Regions from separate parts of the Sus scrofa genome. Here all the other regions are linked to region 1. A link is a contact called in public Hi-C data. All regions are on one chromosome and are shown on one strand. Each heading gives the region's core, a stretch centred on a gene start, on an enhancer-like site or on the middle of the called end of the contact. The rest is flanking DNA. Distances are from core to core; before and after follow the strand shown. Region 1 overlaps LOC102158650 (a long non-coding RNA gene). Region 2 has its middle 150 kb from the start of GJA1. Region 3 has its middle 250 kb from the start of HSF2.

The links. Hi-C and Micro-C count contacts between places; a contact is called where the count stands out from the background.
Region 2: a contact with region 1 is called in a Hi-C map of heart right ventricle, with 5 times the contacts expected there. The contact joins two enhancer-like sites. A contact is called at or near these places in 2 of 47 Hi-C or Micro-C datasets (fetal heart ventricle and heart right ventricle).
Region 3: a contact with region 1 is called in a Hi-C map of heart right ventricle, with 6 times the contacts expected there. The contact joins two enhancer-like sites. A contact is called at or near these places in 3 of 47 Hi-C or Micro-C datasets (embryonic fibroblasts, fetal heart ventricle and heart right ventricle).

The regions. Positions count from the first base shown.
Region 1 is chr1:40,662,999-40,666,193 of Sscrofa11.1, forward strand. All of the region lies in intron 1 of LOC102158650 (a long non-coding RNA gene), which reads left to right. Among named protein-coding and RNA genes, the nearest start is that of GJA1, 340 kb to the right of the region's middle. Within about 2 kb of position 1,318, at least 12 of the 83 cell types and tissues checked have an H3K27ac peak or open chromatin away from gene starts, as enhancers often do.
Region 2 is chr1:40,848,661-40,851,587 of Sscrofa11.1, forward strand. No RefSeq gene overlaps it. Among named protein-coding and RNA genes, the nearest start is that of GJA1, 150 kb to the right of the region's middle. Within about 2 kb of position 1,646, at least 7 of the 83 cell types and tissues checked have an H3K27ac peak or open chromatin away from gene starts, as enhancers often do.
Region 3 is chr1:40,429,173-40,432,071 of Sscrofa11.1, forward strand. No RefSeq gene overlaps it. Among named protein-coding and RNA genes, the nearest start is that of HSF2, 250 kb to the left of the region's middle. Within about 2 kb of position 1,274, at least 4 of the 83 cell types and tissues checked have an H3K27ac peak or open chromatin away from gene starts, as enhancers often do.

The DNA.
Region 1 (3,195 bases), core at 68-2,567:
GCGGGTGCAGCCCTAAAAAGACAAAACACAAAAATAAATAAATAAATAAATAAATGTTCGATATCTCATACATTCCTACATTTCTCATCAGGAAAAACAACAACAACAAAAACAATTTCCTTTCTCGGAAGATGTGTTTTGCTCCATGTAGGGGAGTTTAGCAGGATAGATAGTGAGAGCTAAAATATTGCCTGCCATGACAGTAAACAAAGGATGTTGCAGCCACCAAGCCATCACATTGCAGCCAACTGGACAGCGAGCCCTGAGGAAACTCAGGATGGAGACAAATGGGCTGCTCACTGCGAAGCCCATCTAAGCAGTCAGCAGCTTCAGCTACCCCCTATGGTGCCCCCTGAGAAAACAGAGTATTGGCCCAGATAGCTGAGGTGAATATCAAAGGGGTGATTTCAGTGAGCTCAAACTCTTGCATCTTCCCATTCACAGAAAAGCACTAAATTCCTTAATGTAAAATGTATGGTTTTTTTTTTTTTCTTTTACTTTTTAGCCACATATGGAAGTTTCAGGCTAGGGGTGAAATTGAAGCTGCAGCTGCTGGCCTACACCACAGCCACAGTAACAAGGTATCTGTCTGCGTCTGCAAAACACACCACAGCTCACAACAATGAAGGATCCTTAAGCCACTGAGCTGGCCAGGGATCTAACCTGTATCCTCATGGATATTAGTCAGGTTCATTCCTGCTGAGACCCACAAGGGACACTCCTGAGTTCCTTTAATTGTTAATAATCCTTTGATGTTCTGACTGCTTGGTCTTTTGTTGAAAACTCCTATACATCCTAGCTCCCCATCATTGCCTCTCTGGAAAAGTTTTCAGTGTTGTTCGAGCTGTTGTGTCCTGGGCTTGAAGTCCTCAGAAAATCATCGGAGTAAAACATAACCCTCAAATTTTAGGTAGTGCTTTTTTTTTTTTTTTTTTCTTTCAGTCAATGGTACGTAATCCTTTGCACAAACCACAGAATTTGCCAGTCTGTCCTAGCTCTTTTGCTTTTGGGTTCAGTGTTTCCACTTGAACTGAGTTGAAATGATGGGAGCATCCCTCTTAAAGGGAACAAGGGTGGATCCTTCTTACGGATTGTGAATCATTGTTTCCTTATTGTCACTGAAAAATGTAATAGAGAAGACAAGATCTGAAGACAAAGTGTTCAGTATTACATGTTAGTCAAACCTTGTTTTTTTTTTACACTTGGAAAGAAAAGAAAGGATGCTGAAGTGAAAGCCTCCCTCTGTAGCTCTGTGATCACAGCCAAGGCAGGAGACTTCCCCAACCCAGAGGAGCATTCCAAAGCAGAAAGGATTAGGCAACCTCCACAAAGCAGGCACGCCGCCATTGGTCTGGGTTTCCCAGTGTAAAAAGCTCTTCTTCTGTTCTAAAAGGACAAACAGTTCAAGTCTCACCACGGGTAACTGGGAAAGTAGGGTAAAAAAGGATCTTCCAAACAGTAAACTGCCTATTTGTTTGATGATTATTTTGCAAGCCCAGTAAACAGATCTGTTTAAATCATCCATCCAGTCAAAAAAAAAAAAAAAAAAAAATCCGCCAATTACCTACCACATGGTGAGGGCTCTGCACCTGCACAGAGGTGTAAGACAAGATCCCCACCCCAGAGAGCTGATAGTCTAGCACTGCTGGCAAATATGAGTGAATTTCTCATTTCCACCATGACCCACAGTAATATTTTATGTTGAATCCATTTTCTTGAGAGCATTGTGAATCCATTGATCATAATCTCTACAATAAGAACAAGTAGCTAATATTAGTTCCCAGGTATGAGGCATTCTAGACATATTTTAAAATGTTGATTTTTTCAGCACCCCATGGCAAAGATTTTAAATGGATTTGATCAAAAGTCAAAAGGAGCCCTTTCACATGCTCTTGCTGAGAAACTTGGCATTGGGACTGTACCTAATTGAGAGACTTTGTTGGCTGAAGTGTGTTGGCTCCAAGCCCAATCACAGGACCCCTTGGAACAATGAGTAAGGCCATTAGTGTGCATGCCTAATCCCTAGTGACCTTGTGAAAGTCTCCCTCTTTCTTGGGATTTGCAGGTCCCATGGTTCCGTAGCATGGGAGAGTGACACGTTAATCCTGTTCTCTTTTCTCTCTCATCCTTACAGATTGCTACAGGCCATGGACTGTCCTATAAGTGGAGACTGAGTCATTTTTTTTTAACAACTTGACAGTGAAGCTTACATCAGAGTATGTTAAAATTATAAGTGCTATTAACTTTGAACAGCAATCTGACTATAAATTTTCTTTTGGCCTATGTAATAACTCTCCTCCTTTTTTAAAGACACCCTTATTAAGACATACCCCAAATGTAGCTAGTTTAAATACTACCCATTAAATTTTTTCTTTAATCTTTATTCCTTTTTCTTAGAATCTTACTACATATTGGATTTGTACTTTTTTTTTAGTATCTTTAGAGTGACTGACCAAATGCAGTAACTAGCTGTCTTAAATACACCTAGAGTATTACTTAATACCTCAGAAATTCCCTCTATAGTTTTGTATTTAAAAAAGCAGAACAGGGGAGTTCCCATTGTGGCACAGTGGAAACTAACCCAACTGCTGTCCATGAGGACATGGGTTCCATCCCTGGCCTTGTTCAGTGGGTTAAGGATCTGGCATTGCCATGAGCTGTGGTGTAGGTCGCAGACGTGATTTGGATCCTGTGTTGCTGTGACTGTGGCCAGTAGCTGTAGCTACAAGTCCACCCCAGCCGGGAAACTTCCATATCCTACAGGTGAGGCCCTAAAAAGAAAAAAAAAAAAAAAAAAGCACCACAAAACCAAGAAAGCTACCTTTGAAAGCAACAACGCTTTTTTTTCTTTAGGTAAAAGTTAAACCAAGGCAAGTGCAAATTATCTGAACTCCATTCTCCATTATTATGAATTGGCTTTGACAACTCCTTCTTGCCAAATTTATTGTTCCTGGTTGTGTGGGAGATGTTTCTATAAAATAATTTGGAAGGAGCAGTGGAAACATTTCTCTATAAAATAAAGATATATAGTTGTCTAAGATCATTAGCAGATGGGTTATAATAAATTTGTAGTTTCAAAGTGATGGAAGCAGACTTTAAAAGGGGGTGCCCAAGAGGTTTTGGTTTTTTTTTTTAATGAGAAAATCCTCTCCCTGAAGCCTGATTGGTGTTAGAGAAGTTTGACAAACTCTTCCT
Region 2 (2,927 bases), core at 396-2,895, 190 kb after region 1:
TTCTACAAGTTTAACTATCAATGATTAAAGGGTTTAATGTGGGGCTTTGGTTTCTCCCTGAATATATAACAATAGGAGTATTTACATTGTTCAACCTTGAAGCAAATTTATGTTGTTGGCATTGCCTTAGTTAATTTTTTTTTCTTTTTTGTCTTTTTAGGGCTGCGCCCATGGCATATGGAGGTTCCCAGGCTAAGGCTCAAATCAGAGCTGTAGCTGCTGGCCCACGCTACAGCCACAACAACGTGGGATCCAAGCCGCAGGTGCGACCTATACCACCACTCACGGCAACACTGGATCCTTAGCCCACCGAGCTAGGCCAGCGATCAAACAAGCATCCTCATGGATGCCAGTCAGATTTGTTTCCACTGAGCCAGGATGGGAACTCCTGCCTTAGTTAATTTTTTATTTAAATTTTATTCTCATATATTTAGGTTCATTGCTTAGTCTTAGATAAATTATATTGGACAGCATACATAGGCAAAATATAAGGAAAGAAATAGACTATGTGGTGAATTCTTAAGCCTATAGTATAGAAACCAAAGAACAATGAGTGCTTTATCTCATTGGTGAAATGGGGACTATGTGGTACCATTTCCTCCATCACCAGATTACATAAATCCAGGAACCAACAGGTGGGGGTGGAAGGGATCCCTCTCACTATTATACTTAATCCACTGAAGAAATTTTAAGGGTCTGTCCCCAGAGACTTGGACTTGGTGATGTGAAGGTTCTAGTTACCAAGGGAGAAATCCTTCCAAGGAGAGACATAGTCATGTTCCATTGAACTGGAAGCTGAGAGAGCCCTCTGACCATTCAGACTCCCCCCACCCCTGAACCAAGAGGCAGAGATGGAGGCTACTCTTATCAGAGATATTGAGTCCAATTACCATGGCAATTGGCGTGATCATTCCCCTACTCCTTCCTGAAGTTGGAGCAAAGTTCTTGGCTGTAATTTCACTCTTGACTCTGACTACAGCTCCTACCAGGCAGCTCCTCTATGGAGATCCAGTAATGCTCTGTCACCCCCTTTGCCTTCTCTCATTTATTTTAGTTTAGTTTAGTTTATTTATCTTTTTAAGGGCCGCACCCGAGGCATATGGAAGTTCTCAGGCTAGGGGTTAAATCGGAGCTACAGCTGTCGGCCTACACCACAGCCACAGCCATGTCAGATCCAAGACGCATCTGGGACCTACACCACAGCTCAAGGCAACACTGGATCCTTTACCCACTGAGTGGGGCCAAGGATCATACCCACATCCTCATGGGTATGAGTTGGGTTCATTACCTCTGAGCCACAACGGGAACTCCCTGGCTTCTCAATTTTAGCTTCCCACAATTGTTAGTCCCTTCTGCTCTAAAATTTCCACTCAGAGTAAAAGCTGAAGCTGTGACAATGAACTACAAAGACCTAGACAGTGTGTCTGTTACACCTATTTGCCCTGCAACGTCCCAAATCTCTTCCCCCACCAATGTTCCCCTCACTCCCCCATTCCACCTACATGGACCTTTTTGCCAGGCACCCTCTGTCCTGGGGTGTTTGTGCTTACTCATCTGTCCACTTAAAATGCTTTTTCCATGATGCCTGCACATCGGTATAGTTCAGGGCAAAAGGAAAGATGAGAGGGGAGGTATTATGCAGGTGGAATAGCGTGAATGAAGACTGGCTATGAGTTGATCATTGTTGAGTCTGGGGTGGGTGTGAGGGAGTTCAATATATCATGCTTTCTAATTTCATATGTTTGGAATTTTTCCATAATAAAAAGGTAAAAAAAAAAAAAAAAAAAAAAAAAAAAACCTCTGTGATAGGATCTGGGAAAAGCACATGATACTCAGGCATTAAGTTGTTTAAGAACCTCGCTCTGGTCCCTGAGAATCTTCTTTACTGTTCCAGGTGGCCTCAGTGTTACAGTTTCTCCTCATTCCTCCTTATAATTTTTGGCTCACCAGCCTCTCCTCACAGGTCCCTTCCACATTCTTAGAATCCTTTCCTTTCTGATTTTCACCTTGGAGTTTTGTTACAACCAACATGGGAGCTCCTTAACCTCTTTAATAAGCCTGGTACTTTCTACAACCTCTGAACAGAGATCAGCTGACATTCTGCTCTCACATAATTACAGCGTGCCTCAGGCAACAAGATAAACCTAGAACATACCCTTCAGGTCACTGGAAACACTCCCTCTGTATTTATAGTTCTGAGTTTACAGATGATCTGCAGCTTTTGAGCCTCTTCCTGGAAATTACCCCTCTAAACTGTCACAACAAAATGTTCTCTTGTCCTGAAATTTCTCTCTTGAACGTGCTGACACCTAGGAAGTTAGAAACCCCTGGGAACAAGAGGGCTCTCAGTCTGCTGCACATAGGGAACAGCTGTTAGTTTACTGATGTGTTGGTAATTAACAGTTTGTGTCAGCTCGCTGTCAGCCAGCACACCTCGAAGTCACCATAAACACACAGAGGCTCTGGAGCCAAATGTTTCAAACACTGGCACCTTTCCTTGCTTGCTATTCCCCATTCCCTGATGGGCTTCTTTTTTTCTTTCTTCCTGCCTTCCCTTCTTGCTTCCTTTCTTCCGTTTTTAGTACCTGTGCAATGACAGTGAGAGAAGTGGGCTGGGAGTTGAAGATAGCTCTACCAGTACACATTTTAAACCTCAAGTCCATTATCTATAATATAAAGAGAGTCGAATGCATGCTCTCTCCAGCCTTGCTACTCAAAGTGTGATCCCCAGGCCAGCAGCACTGGCATCACCTGACCTGACCTGGTTAAAATGCAGACTTTTAGGCCCCGCCCCAGACCTGCTGGACCAGAATCACATTTTTCATAGACCTCCAGGCTACTCCTATGCACACGTTGTTACTTCTCTATTTCTGCTGTAGCAAATTACCCCAAACTTAAAAGACATAAAACAAATTGATTATGTTACA
Region 3 (2,899 bases), core at 24-2,523, 230 kb before region 1:
TATGCCACATCTGAGCCATTTCAGGGACGACAATAAGCAGGATCCTTATCCTGCTGTGGCACAAGGGAACTCCTCTATTGAGTTTTAATAAAATGCTCTTTAAAATGTATATATTGCTTAGCTTTTCTGGGCTCAGTTTCCTTATTTCTAAAGAGAAGGCAATTGGATTATAGGGTATCCAAGCTCCTGCCAAGAGCAGGACTATTTTCAGTGTTATGAAGAAAGTGTACTTTCTTCCAACTATTAGAAGCTTGTTTCCTACTTTCTTTTCATCACTCTAGTTGTAGACAATTTTTCCAGTGTGATATATTAATATATTATGGCTGAAAAAGACTGCTTCCAAAATGCTTATAAGATTATACATCTTTTTGTCTAACAACACAAATTTGTTTAAATGGCCATTAGAAACTTGGGAAGATGGCATTATAAAACCAAGTGTCATTCGCTCTTCTAGAGTTGGCCTTGTATTAGAGTGTCATTTTTAGGTGTTTGTGCCTATCTCCTTCTGAAGTGGATAAAAATTATATGCTCTTATTTGTATCTCCCAAACCTATCACCTCACAGTGAAAGACGTGTTGGTGATATCTTGGCGACAGGAAGAATGGTCTGTGTCAGCGATAACAACCACGTTCCTATTCCCTGATCCTACCATTTATCTTCTGGGTGCCACCTTTCATACCTTCTATAGGGTTTCTGGGCAAATTTTAAAATGACTGTGCTGTCAACCTTTTCACGTGATGAGGACATCCAGACTGCCACCATTGCCAAGTACAGAAAATGGCACTTGCAATAGCCCAGAAGTCACCTCTGTTCTGAATCAGCTGGGGCCAGTGACACAGACTAAATCACATGAGAGAGCTGCTGCATGTCCTGGGAAGGTACGCATTTTCTAAAGAAAGAAAACTATTTTGGAACTTCTGAATGTGACAACCTTTCTTGTTCACACTCAGTAAACACATTAGCTGGATTCTTCTGATTATCAATTAGCAATGTTTTTGCCAGGAATACTGGCACTGATGCTGTTTTTAGCATTGAAAAATCCTGTGGAAGAAATGAGGATTTTAGCATGTTGTAGGTGTTATGGTTTCTGAGTGTTTTACGGCATTCTCTGAACTATTATAACTAATTAACTTTTCAATCAGAAAATGTGCCTCTTTTGCTGTTAGGTTTCAAGAGGAGTTTCTTTGAAAAGAAGTAAAATAATAAAGGCTTGGGTTGAATCTACTTTCATAGGCAAGTCACATCTCACATTATTAAGCACTTGTACTGAAGAGCTCCCAGGGCGAATGAGGCCAAGGTTAGGACTCTTCAGACATCAGAGGCCAAGTTCTATCTTATAAGAAATGATTTTATCCCCCAGTTACAGTCTAGGCCCCTGGCCCTGACTTGTTCTCTGTCACCAAGAGATAGTAGTTTTACCTGACATGAGGGATGCCAAGAAAGAGATCGTGAATGGCAGTGAAAATCATCATGATGCTAAATAAAAAGACAGCTAGACTGAATATGAATTTGTAGCTTCCCCTTTGTATTAAGTTGAGCCACACAAAATTGCCTGTTCTGTTAGTCAAAGAAGTAAAATAAAAGCAATTTTATATGGTTCGAACTTACATTTTTTCTGGCTATCATTTAGAAAGGAGAATTTAGGGAATTCTGTTAGGTCAACTAGACTGATTCTTTTTCATGCAAACACAGCTTTCTCAAGTTAAATGATCAGACTAAAAATAATTTAATTATAGGGTTTTCTGGAATAAAATTTTAGTAGAAACAGGGTGACAAAATCTAATAAGTTAACTATTTCTATTTAAGCCCAGTTAATTATTGGGGCCATATCATGTGATTATTTCTACCTCCTGATGCCAGGATACAAGGGTTCAAATCTGAGCTCTGATACATATTTCCTTCACCTTGAGCAGGTTACTTACTCCATCTGTGACTCTGTTTCCTTACCTTTAAAATAGAAATGATGATAGTACCTACCATGTAAGGTTGTGGCAAGGATTAAATGAGTAATCAATATAAAAAACTTGGAATGGTTTTCAGTATACCATTATAAATGTTGGTACTTATAGTTACCAATCACCAAATGAAGCTATGGAAGAAAACTAACTAGATGAGCAAATCCCTGTTGTCATTCTGGTTGTGGTCGAGATAGATTTTCAGTCTAGAGCAACTGATCTTAGAGCCCGGTACTATATTTTCCGACTGACTAGTGGTGTTAAGTAGATCTCATGTGCATGTTAGGTGATAACATTGTCAAAGATGACTGAAACATTTCACATGATGAGCTTTAGAAGAGCCAAGAACTCCAGTGAGCGCTAAAGATAGATCACCAGCCTGCAGAGAATCCCTCTCTGCTGGTTTAGATCAGAAGTGCAGTGACCTTACAGTGAGCCTTTTAGAGGATAAGTACTATTTGATGAGGACACCATCATGATTTGGTTGGTCATGATGCTCTAGCCCCTATCAAATCTTTAGTATCTGAAATTTTCTCACACTGATTCCTGTCACCATGAAAAAGGGGCCAACTCTCTCTTGATCAGGAATTGTGTGAGGCTCAACAAATACATAGCAACCAAGTTTTTATCTGAGCAGGGTGACAGATAATTTCTCAATATCTCACTAGAAAAAGAAATATGTGATATAGCGGTTTATGGTCAGATGATGGCTGAAAATACAAGGAAGTGGAATCTAAAAGCCAGGCAGAATTTTCAAGGCAGCAGACCACTGTGTTTTCCTCTTTCCATTGAAAACTGTGGAGGTTATGGACATGTAGCCATAACCTCTGGAAAAATGAGTTCCATTCTTTATTTTCTTTTTTTTAAAGAAGGACATTTATCTCTCTCTTTTTTTGGGGGGGGGGGAGGTTCCATGGTATATGGAAGTTCCTGGGTCAGGGATC